Linked DNA regions of Anser cygnoides: regions 2 and 3 are each linked to region 1. Evidence: chromatin contacts called from public Hi-C data. All regions are on one chromosome and are shown on one strand. Each heading gives the region's core, a stretch centred on a gene start, on an enhancer-like site or on the middle of the called end of the contact. The rest is flanking DNA. Distances are from core to core; before and after follow the strand shown.

Region 1 (3,680 bases), core at 613-3,112:
TTCACTGCTTATTTCCAACCTCCTTGCTCTTGGCTGCTTGTTTTTTAATCAGATTGGAATTAACTGGCTTATGGGGTGTTGCTTGCTTGTTGGGTTGATTATGGCCATTGAAAAGCAGTCTTAATTTTAATCTTAGGCGTCCTGGTACTTTATTTCTAGAGCACCTTCTATCTCATTTTTCCATTTTTCATGGAAATGAAGTTCCTCTGGGATACCATGAATTATGGTAGCTGTTCTTTTGGCTTTGCTCCCAGAAAGCTCACTGGCTCGTCCTAGTGAGAAGCAGCACTAGCTGTGATCTGGGGCAGCACTGGCACACAGCGTGATTAGCAGGGACGCGGGGCACTGGTGCCAAGTGCACATCGGCTGACCAGGTATGAATTTCAAAGCTGTTCTTGAAGATGATGAAGATGAAGGGAGACACTTTGCACAGCAAACGATGCCAAAGCTGGGCTGCCTAGGGAAGAGCAGCAAAGGGAGCAGAGACCTTGGGCAGAAGAGATTTTGCTCCTACCGCTCTCTGCCAACATTTGGGCAGGACTTGAGGGGGAACAACAGCAAATTTGCCAGAAAAATGACAAGAGCAGCACTGGGACGGTGATTAGGAGGGGCACTCTCTCCGTCTCCTTCCTGAGGATGGATGTCAGTGCTCTCGCTCTGGCAGAAGCCTGTGGGACAGACCCAGGCTCCCCCAAGATCTGAAGATGCCTTCTCATTGCTAGCTCCACATCAGCAACGTGAAGGCGCTGCTGCCAGATTTCACGGGCCAAGTTTTAACAAGTCCTGTCTTACTGTTTCTTCTAAGCAGGTGACTTTGGGGCTTTGCTAAGCCACGATTACGCAGAGATGCAGACACGAGGAAACCTTTCTAATCTGCCCCTGTTGTAATCTGAGGGTGTGTAGGTGCTTAAATATTGCAGGGGAAAGTGCAAAGACCACATGAGGACCTAGATAAGGCCACCTGCGCAGGTGTTTCAGCAATGTCAGGGAACACAGAGTGGTTCCCTGCTGCTGCACTGCCGGAGGCACACACGGGAACACGGAGAGTGGCGGGGGACCCATGCCAATGCTGGGTCAGGGCAGACCTGTCAGGGAAAAAAAAAGAGATTGGGTTATTAAAATCATTGGGGGAAAAAAATGTCCCATCGCCACGCGGGACTAAGGGACTCCCCCCCCTTTTACAGGGAAAATAATCTCTTTGATAACAGCTGTATAAAAAAAAATACTATCAAGATGATAGTATTGATGCTAGGCTTGTTTTCACAGGTCAGAGGTTGCTCCGGCATCCTCGTGGGGCGTGAACGCCCCAAGTTGGACTAGATGGAGTCGGACTAGGTGATCTAGGAGTTGGACTCGATGATCCTCATGGGTCCCTTCCAACCCGGGGTATTCTGTGAGTCTGTGATTCTACAAGTTACTTCCACAAACGCTGACGCTTTGGCTTCGCAGTCATAAAAGGTTTTCACAACAGCCAAATCCCCTCAGCCCCCTGGAGCTCTGCGGGGAAATGCGACCCCCGGGGCGGCGGGGGGCTGCGACGGGTCGGGGCGCTGCATTCAGGCACGCCTTGTTTGTTTGTTCCCCGCACCATCAGCTCCCGCGGCGCTCGCCCCGAGGCCGGAGGCGATGACCCCAAAGGCCAAGCTCCTGAGGGCCGCCTCGGGGCTCTCTCAGCGCGGCCACCTCACCACCGCTTCCCCGGGACCACCCCAACCCCCGGCGGCCATTTTGCCGCGGCGCTGCGAGCCCGGCGCCCTACGCTGGTTGCGCGCCCTACGCCGCCTGCGCAGCGCCGCGCGCCGTTACCACGGCAACCGCGCCCTCCTTCCGCGGCGGCGCCGCCGACGTCACTGCCCCGCCCGCCCCCGGCCGCACTAGGAGCACTAGGAGCACTAGGAGCACTAGGAGCACTAGGAGCACTAGGGGCACTAGGGGCACTAGGAGCACTGGTAGCACTAGGGGCGCCGGGAGCGGCCATGGCGCTGTCGCGCGCGGAGCGGTGCCTGGCGCTGCTGCTGCGGCTGCTGTCCCGCGCCTGCCTGGCGCTGCTGGGGCTGGCGGCCCCCGCGACGCCCCGCGCCGTGCCCCCACCGCGCCGCTCGCTGCTGCTGCTGCCCGCCCGGCAGCTGGCGAAGCGGCTCCGGCAGCGGCAGGTGGGCACCCAGGGGTGCTGGGGGGAGGGGGCGTAGGGTGTGTGGGGGGCACCCTCGTCGCTGAGCACCTTCCTCCTCCTCCCCAGGTGACGTGCGTGGAGGTGGTGGAGGCCTACATCGAGAGGATTAGGGAGGTGAATCCGCTGATCAACGCCGTCGTCAAGGACAGGTAGCGCGGGGGCTACCTTATCCCCCTTATCCGCCCCCATGCTTCGCAGCAGCACCGGAGCTGCCTCTCCCCTGGGTTCTGCGCAGGTTTGAGGAGGCCCTGCAAGAAGCCCGGCAGGTGGACAAGCTGCTGGCAGAGAGCCCCGGCGAGGACTACCTGGAGGAGAAGTTCCCCTTCCTGGGGGTCCCCATCACCGTCAAGGAGGCCTTCTCGTTGCACGGTGGGTTCGCCCCCGTGCCTCTTGCAGCAGGAGCGAGGCGGTGGCATGCAGCACCTTGGGTGGCGGGTGGCCGCTACAAGGAGCTCAGGGGGAAGCGGCGTCCCTCTCCCCGCCTGCCTCCCCTTTGATGACCCTTGCCTTGCAGGGATGCCCAACACCTCCGGCCTGGTCAACCGCCGCAACGTCATCGCCACCTCCGATGCCACCGTCGTGTCACGGCTGAAGCAAGCTGGCGCCATCCCGCTGGGGGTGACCAACTGCAGCGAGCTGTGCATGTGGTACGAGTCCAGCAACAGGGTCTATGGCCGGACCAACAACCCCTATGACCTGCAGAGGATCGTGGGGGGCAGCTCAGGTGAGCACGCTGCTCTGGGAGGAAAGGGTCAAAATGCAAAAAGGAAATTGCTCCCACTGCACGCTGCTTTAACTTGCTGCTGGGCTCCTGCAGAGCTTGCAGGCATTGTCCGGGGCAGTGCAGGAGGTGATTTGTAGGCGCAACGTCTTCACACCTCCTGGGTGTCACACTTGGCACTGCTTTATCTTGCTGTGGGTACAAAGAGCAGTGCAGATGTGGCATTTAAGCAAAAATCCCCTTGGCCTGTTTTCCCAGACATTGCAAAAGTGGCTCCCACCCTGCGTGCACACAAAGGGAAGTGCCTACTGCAGGATGCTTCTGCTTGTTCTGCACTATAAACCACCGTTCTTGCTTTATTTTCTCCTGTGCAGGTGGGGAGGGCGGTGTCCTTGCAGCCGCCTGCTCGGTGATAGGTGTGGGCTCCGACATCGGCGGCAGCATCCGGATGCCAGCTTTCTTCAACGGCGTCTTTGGCCATAAACCCACCACAGGTGAACCTCTGCAGGTGAAATGCACAGAGGAGGAGGGCTGTGGGAGGAAGCTCCTCTGCTTGCCTCCAGTGGGTTTTTCCACTGTGGGGCTGCCACGCACTGACAAGCAAATTCTTGCACGGGGCAAGCCCACTGCGTGAGCGCCGCAATGAGAAACCATCTGATGGCAGGATGTCAAGTGCATGGGAGGCGGGAGGTGTCTTGTGACAGGTATTGCATCCCCAGCGTGGGATGTTTTTCCAGCACTGGTATATGCTGCTTGGGTGTTTCCCTGACAGCAAGGACACAGGGC
Region 2 (3,680 bases), core at 706-3,205, 350 kb before region 1:
TGCTCACACGGAGCTCCACAACATGAGCACATGGCTGGGCAAAGCCAGTGAACGCAGCACGCTCCTCTGCACTGCCAGGAGCACAGATCACAGCACGTGCACGCATAACCAGGGTCAACTCTCATCCGATCAGTCCTGGTAACGAGGTAGCACAGTCCCAGCATAACCACGGGCACTGCAGCCACGCGCTTTATCCCTCTCTCCACTAACAACTGCCTGGCGCTGACTGCAATGCTAACTGCCTCCAATAAAGCTTGCTGTGACGGGCTGCCTGTGCCACCAGCACTTCTCATTTTAGAGGGTAGCCGCTCTGCCTGCCGTGTCTGTCTCCCCTTCTGGGAAGCATGCACAGGGTAGGGCTTTAAATTCAGTGAAAAGCAGGAGAGAAAATTCTGTAAAACTGGGGGAGGGGGGCGCAGGGGGAGAAGGTGGACTGTGTGTATGCGTGTGCATTGGGGTGAGGACAGGCTGCCCGGGTTGAGTGATTCAGAGTCCCCAGATGTGCTGAGCTCTGATTGCCTATACCTAGCACCGATCCCATGCAGGGATCTGACGAACAGACTCCAAAATTATCCCAAGAGGTATATTTAAGTGGCCATCTTCTTTCATACCTTCCCCCAGGCTCTGTCTGCCCACATTTCTGTCCTCTCACTGCTGCCTTTCATGTAAATCCTTCACAGTGGGTGCCACATGGGATCCAGGCATGGAAACAAAGCCTGGAGGGGAGTCTGCTCCAAAGGATGCTGGACCGGGCACCAGACAGGCTGTTCCTCCTGCATCCATGGGCAGCACTTTTTCCAATTTTTCCCCCTCTGTTGTGGTTTTGTGCAATGCTTGGCACTCCAGCGCTCTTTTCTTGACGATGAGCCCTCCATCACCAAAGCTGACGGTTCCCATTGGTAGAGCTGCCCAGAAAGCTGCTTGGCAGTACTTAGTTTCCCTTTGTCCATAGCAAAGATCTCTTCTGTTCAGTGTTTAGCCTCCTCGACCTTTCCACTGCTAGGGGATTGCTGTGTCTTAGCAGGGGCAGTAAGGTGTGTAGGTGGGTTTGGTAACAGGATCAGGTCTATTGTGTGCAAGTTCGTTGCAGCAAGGACAGCATCTGTGTAGTGGTCACAGGGGGCCCTGAAGCTCTGGGGCTCGGGGTCTCCAGCAGGCAGCAGTGGGGCAGGGCAGTTGCAGGGTCCCAGCAGCGGCTGGGGCGGGTCGCAGCACCCGGCCCGTGGGTCCTGAGCTTGGGAACGGGTCGGTGTGAGTGCCGCTGGGCGCGGGCAAGAACGGCTGCACCCCAGCCCGGTCACTTGCCGTGACTGAGCGGGAGCGAGTGCCCGGGATCTGCTGGCGCGGGGGTTCTCCCCGGCCAAAGGCTCACAAAGAGGCTTTAGCAGCCCCGCCGGGTGCCGAGCCCCCTTCCCCGGGCTCGGGCCTCCGAGGCGGACCCGGGGCTCCGGGCGGACCCGGGCCAGGCGCTGCCCCGCCGCGGACGGGGCTCGGGGCGCCCTTCTCCCCGCCTCCCTCCCTGCCTCCCTCCCCCCCGGCCGGGGCTTCAGCCCCCAGCACGGCTCCGCGCCGAAGCTCGAGCCCAGGCCGGGCTCTCCCGGGGGGCAGCCGCCGCCCCGCCGCCCCCCGCCGCCCCCTCCCGGTGCCGGGGGCTTTGTTCCCCGCGGCGGGCTCACCTTGGAGATGGCCATGGTGAAGTAGACGAAGAGGCCGGTGGTGGAGGCGATCTGCAGGGCGACGATGGCCATGACGGCCACGCTGCCCCACAGCGGCCCGCACCGCCGCCGCCGCCCCCCGCCCCGGGGGCCGCCGCCGGGGCCGTCCGCCAGCATGCGGGCCTCCGAGCCGCCGCTGTCGGAGCGCCCGTACGGCCCGGCCCGGGGCTGCTGCGGGGCCATGGCCCGGCCGCCGCCGCCGTGCTCCGAGGGGAAGGGAGCGGCGGCGGGGCGGGCCGCGGGGCGGGAGGCGGCGGGGGTGGTCCCGGGACGGGGGGCGGCGGGGGAGCGGGGCCGGGTGCCGGGAGGGGCTGGTCAGAGGGCTCGGCTGGCAGAGGGGCAGGCAGTTTCGGTGCTCTCAGCCGTCTGGCTGCCGATCCCAAAGCATTCCCGGTTGCTCTGAAAGGTTGTTTGGAAAGCAAACAGAAAGCCTGGAGAAAGGCTGCTGCCTGACGACTTCGTGGTCAGGTGAGTCTATGGCCTTTAGTGCTTTTATCTCTGGAATGGAAGTGAGACCTTAAAGAAATACACGAACACTTCGGTCTTCCCAGATCTGCCTTCTCTCCTCTGAGGATGGGACATGGGGAAGCCGTGGACCGGCCCCAGCCCAAACCCGCAGACAGCTGTAGTAGCACCGAGTGGTGTGCTGGGGGCAAATTTATGGCTTAGGGCGAAACAGGACCTGACTGTGAGCGAGAGAGGCTGGACCCCGGTGAAACCCACGATGGAAGAAGCTGCCCCGTGGCCCACCGCCCTCCCAAGTCTTTGCACCACGCAGCCGTTCCTAGGCGGGGACACAGCCTGGTGCTGCAGCAACCGCTGTTCAAAGGGACGTGGCCACGGAGACATGGCCATGGAGCCAGAGCTACGCCGTGCCAGCCCGGCTGTGCTCCCTTCGTGCCCTTCGGGTCCCCACCTCGTGCTGCACGCCGTCCGTGACAGCTGTGAGCCACAGCTCCACGAGGCTGAGCTTTGATCCTTGAGGGTATTAAAAATGTCTGTGATAATTCAGTAATAAAATCAATTCAGGATTTGCCCCTTAAGCTTCAGCTTTCTGGGCTGGATCTTGCAGAGCATGTGTCATCTGAGGAACCTCCCCCACCTCAGAACTGGGGAAGGAAGCTGCTAGGAAGGGACCGCTCGCCAGTGGCTCGCTTTTCTAGCACTCTCACACAATGAATGGCATTTTGTCCTTTAAGAAAAGGACTTGTTCCACTTCTCATCCTGCCTGCCAGAAATGGCACCATCCTGGTTTCAGTTAGGACAGAGTTAATTTTCCTCCTAGTAGCTGGTAGGATGCTATGTTTTGGATCAGGATGAGAAGAGCGCTGATAACATGCTGATGTTTTAATTGTTGCAGAGCAGTGTTTACACCAGGCCAAGGACTTTTCGGCTTCTCGCTCTGTCCTGCCAGCCGGCAGGCTGGGGGTGCAGCAGGAGCTGGGAGGGGACAGACCCAGGACAGCTGACCCAAACGGGCCAAAGGGGTATTCCATACCATCTGGCGTCATGCTAAACAATATATAGGGGTGGCTGGCCGGGGTGGGGGGGGCGGCTGCTCGGGGATAGGCTGGGCATCGGTCAGCGGGTGGTGAGCAATTGCACTGTGCATCACTTGTTTTGTACACATTGTTAGTAGTAACACTATTATCATTATTACTATTATTATTGTTGTTATTATTATTTTCCTGTCTTAATAAACTGTCTTTATCTCAGCTCACAGGCTTCACTTTCCCGTTTCTCTCCCCCATCCCAGAGAGGGAGGGGGGAGGGTGAGCGAACGGCTGTGTGGTGTTTAGCTGCCGGCCGGGTTAAACCACAACAGGCACTGTCTTTTCCACTGAATCCTGAAATCTCTGTCTTTCTGCAGACAAATTTCCAGCAGGGAGCCCCAGTGGGACACACGGTGTTGGTCAGGATTCAGGGAGACGGAGCTATTCACAAGTACAATCACATTAAAAGGAA
Region 3 (3,680 bases), core at 542-3,041, 270 kb before region 1:
CTGCTGCCGGATCCCGGCCACCTTCTCCTGCCAGCTGCTCCCTGGGAGGGGGGAGAGCCAGCGGCTCAGCTTGGACCCCCCACCCCGAGGCCAGGGGGTTTGGGTGGGGGCAGGCGTACCTGTGAACTCTGCCGGGAGGCTGTAGATCTCGCTGGAGGCCGGAGGGGGTCTCTGGTCCCCCCACACTTGGTCCACGAGGTTGGTCTCCATGGGCAGCAAGGCCCTGCCGGAGCCCTGTAGAGCCTGGCTGTAGCTGTTCCAGGTGTCTGAAGGGGAAAAGCAGCCCATGGGGGGGGGACATGCAGCAAAGACCTCCCTCACCACACCCAGGGGCCACTCGTGCACCCCATCAAGCAGGGCCCCCCCCGTGCCGACCAACCGTACCGATGGAGAAGAGGAAGGGGTCCAGGCTGACATTGCCCCCTGCAGGAACCGACTCCAGGATCCACTGCCCAATGTACTGGATCCATGCTGCAAGAGAGAGAGGCAGGTGGCGGGGGCCCAGGAGCGGGGACCCCCCCAGCCCCCCCGCCCTGCCCGCACTGACTTGTCCTCTGCAGCTCCCAGTTGCAGTCCAGCTGCCGCTCTGCCTGTGTCCAGTAGCGGCTGTCGGTCCACAGGGCCGCCCTATCCTGTGTCACCACGACGGTGCCTGGGGTGGCAGCGGGGACTCAGGCATCGCCTCTCCCCCTGCCAGGCTCCCCCAGGTCCTGCAGATGCCCCCGGGGACCCCCCAGGGTGGGAAGCCCAGCGGCCGCGGGCAGGTCCCCGCGGTGGCGAGGATGCTCTCACCCGCAGAGCCGGTGAAGCCGGTCAGCCAGCCCAGACGGGAATCCCGCTCGGCGATGTACTCGCTCTGGAGACGAGGATGGAGCCATGAGAAGCGGCTGGGGGTGCTGTCCCGCAGCCTGGGGCACGGGGGGGCTGCCCCCTTACCATGTGGGCGTCCGTGGAGGGCACGATGTAGGCGTGGGTGCTGTGGGCGCGCATGGCATCCCGCAGAGCGGCGAGCCGCGCCGTGGTGTTGGTGGCCGTGGGGGGCAGGTACTGGTGGCACAAGGAGGGAGACAAGGGTTTGGGGGGGGGGGGAGCCCTGCATGGGGCTCCCCGGGGGGGGGGGGGGGGGGGGGGGGCGCCGTGCACAGCAGGGGGGACTCACCGGTGGGTTCACAGAGCAGTCCCGAATGTCGGTCCTGGGGGATGCGGCCTGCTGCGAGCGTCCTGGGGTGCAGGCTGGGGTGCAGGGGGAGGCCAGAGCCTCAGCAGGGGCTCCAGCTCCTGGTCAGCCCCAGGCAGAGGCACATGCCCCTGGCATGCCTTGGGGAAGGGACCCCTGGGCACAGCGGGATGTCCACGAAGGGCAAGGTGGGATGGCCACGATGGGCACAGCAGGATGGTCACAAGGCACAGGTGAGGCATTGGGGAGCAGGCAGGAGCCAGCCCCGTGCTGAGCATCCCTGGGGCTGGGACCTGTCTGGGAGCCAGGGGTGTGCCCTGGGGCTGGAGCAGCAGAACAGCCCCCCAAGGGAAAACCCACCCATGCTTCACCCCCACCAGGCAAGCAAAACACTGAGGTGCACCATGCTGGGGCTGGATGGGAGTCCCTGGATCTGGTCCCCGCCCCCGCCCAGCCCTGCCACGGGGACGTCTCCCACATACCCTGGAGAAGGAGCAGCCAGGCTGCGATCCACCGGGAGGGCTGCATGGCTGCTCGGCAGTCCCCGAGCTGCTGGCAGAGGAAGGGACGTTTCGGCAGTGCCGGGGGTGACAGGTCCCTCCTCCTGCGCCTTTGCCCCAGGGGCGGAGGGATGCTGGATGACAGAGCCAAGGCCCCCGAGCAAATATGGGGGGGTCGTTGCCCTATTCACTGAGTGCTTCTCCCTTCTAGATAACCAGATAACAGTAAACAGCCAAATGCGCACAAAGTCCAAAGATCCTCCTGGAAGCAGAGGCGGAGCTGTGCCAGCTCAGCCTGGCAGGTCCCAGCTGCCCGGGGTGCTAACCTAGCACGAAGAGCTCTGTGGGGTGCCGTGTCCCCTGTGCCCCCGGGAAACCCCTTGTCCAGAAATACCCCCTGGGGGAGAGGCTGTCCCGTGGAGCGGGGTTGCGGGCATGGCACCGTCCTCGCCCGGCTCAGCGAAACGTCAGCGCTCGTCGGGTTGCGCCGAGATGGGGATGCGGTGAGGGCATCCAGGGTGCTGTGCTATGGCAAAGGGGCTGGGGGGCTGAGCTGAGCTCCTGAAACTCTCCCCAGTATGTGCGTAAGAGTTTCTGGGCAAGCAGAAATATGTGCAGGGCCTTGAGTGTAAGCACATAATGCCTTCAGCACTAGTGAGAGTGCGCGGTCTGGCTAATGGAGTAACAAGAATAATAAATTCAGCTCCCATTAGTGTGCCGGGTTTGAAACGCTGGCCAAGGAGACAAAAGGAATATTTTAGCATCCTGACAAGATAGGAGGCACATTTGGCAGCAGCGTACGGAGGGAGGGAGCGTGCTGGAGGTGAGCAGGTTGGGCTACCCCATGCAGGCAGGACACCAAACCATGCGCACGGCCTGGGGACCAGCGCCTGCACCCGAGGGCGGTGCCGGCTGGGCTGTGCCCTTCGTCCCTCCGAGCCTGTGTGCTCGGGACCGCCGTGGTCTCCACCTTGCAAAAAGAGCTGATGCGAGGCATAACGAGCCTCGAGCCCGGGGCCTGCCACGTTTATGGCGCACGTATTTCCTCCGGCTGGTTTTATGACCGCTCCGCCGCTGCCGAAGAGAAAGCCCGGCTGCAGCGGTGCCCATCCGAGGGTGGTGGGGGGAGATGTGCAGTGCCAGCCCCCTCCAGTGCCGTGGCAGCAGGACCTCGTGCTGCAGGATGCAAGCTGCTGGAAGTCCGGTAGGTCCTACGGTAAACAAACTGATGCTTTACAAGCAAACCTCCCTGAGAAGACACCAGCTGGGCAGCGGGCTCGGCGTCCCTGCGGGCCCCGTGCGATGGGCAGGGGGGGCTCTGCCGGCTGGCCCCTGTCCCGGGGCACCTCCCACGCGAGTTCTTGCCCCCTGCCCCGGCCCCCCCCCCCCGTGCCACCCCCCGCAGCAGGCAGGGATGCTGCGCCCCCGGCCGTGCCGCTGGGGTGCTGCCGGCCACGAGGTGGCACCACGACCCCGCCGCGGGGCCCCGTGTCCCCGTGTCCCCTGCCCCAGCCCCTGCGGAGCCCGGCGGGGAGCGGGGGGGCAGCAGCAGGAGCCGGGGGCATCGCCCCCGTGCCTGCAGCCACGCCGAGACCGGGCGCGGTCGTGTCACGGGTGGGTCCGTGGGTCCCCCGCTCCTGCCTGGGCCGGGGTCACCTCCCCGGGGCCCCCCTTTGGGTTCTCCTTGGGCTGGGGCAGCGGAGGGGGCATGCGGGGGGGGTCCGTGCCCCGGAGCTCCGAGCAGGGGCAGGACAGGGCCGGGTGGGGGACAGGGGACAGCAGCGACACCGAGGCTGCCCGCAGTCGTTACGGGCACGAAAAGTTTCTCGAGGATGCGTCACGCAGGTTGTCACGGCGACCATCAGGCAGCGCTTTGCTTCCATCCTGGTAATTAGCGAACCGCGCTAATCACCGCATCACCGAATCACCGAATCATCCAGGTTATAAGAGACCTCCAAATCATCCAGTCCAACCTCTAACCTAACAAGTCCTCCGCTAAACCA

What was found. Hi-C and Micro-C count contacts between places; a contact is called where the count stands out from the background.
Region 2: a contact with region 1 is called in a Hi-C map of liver, with 5 times the contacts expected there. The contact joins the promoter of LOC106037642 here to the promoter of FAAH2 in region 1. A contact is called at or near these places in 2 of 7 Hi-C or Micro-C datasets (both in liver).
Region 3: a Hi-C map of liver shows a contact between it and region 1, with 2.3 times the contacts expected there. The contact joins the promoter of XPNPEP2 here to the promoter of FAAH2 in region 1. A contact is called at or near these places in 2 of 7 Hi-C or Micro-C datasets (both in liver).

Annotation. Positions count from the first base shown.
Region 1 is chr13:6,598,518-6,602,197 of Taihu_goose_T2T_genome, reverse strand. FAAH2 (fatty acid amide hydrolase 2) reads left to right here and starts at 1,862. Exons shown (of 11, transcript XM_048078718.2): 1 at 1,862-2,153; 2 at 2,240-2,322; 3 at 2,409-2,542; 4 at 2,688-2,897; 5 at 3,269-3,388. The coding sequence starts at 1,977.
Region 2 is chr13:6,944,714-6,948,393 of Taihu_goose_T2T_genome, reverse strand. It overlaps LOC106037642 (tumor necrosis factor ligand superfamily member 10-like), which reads right to left and starts at 1,955. Exons shown (of 5, transcript XM_067005111.1): 1 at 1,677-1,955. The coding sequence starts at 1,898. LOC136791870 (a long non-coding RNA gene) reads left to right here and starts at 1,937. Exons shown (of 2, transcript XR_010834817.1): 1 at 1,937-2,183; 2 at 2,267-2,770.
Region 3 is chr13:6,866,043-6,869,722 of Taihu_goose_T2T_genome, reverse strand. XPNPEP2 (X-prolyl aminopeptidase 2) reads right to left here and starts at 1,791. Exons shown (of 21, transcript XM_048079002.2): 1 at 1,660-1,791; 2 at 1,160-1,233; 3 at 937-1,047; 4 at 793-856; 5 at 548-652; 6 at 385-471; 7 at 120-266; 8 at 1-41. The coding sequence starts at 1,705.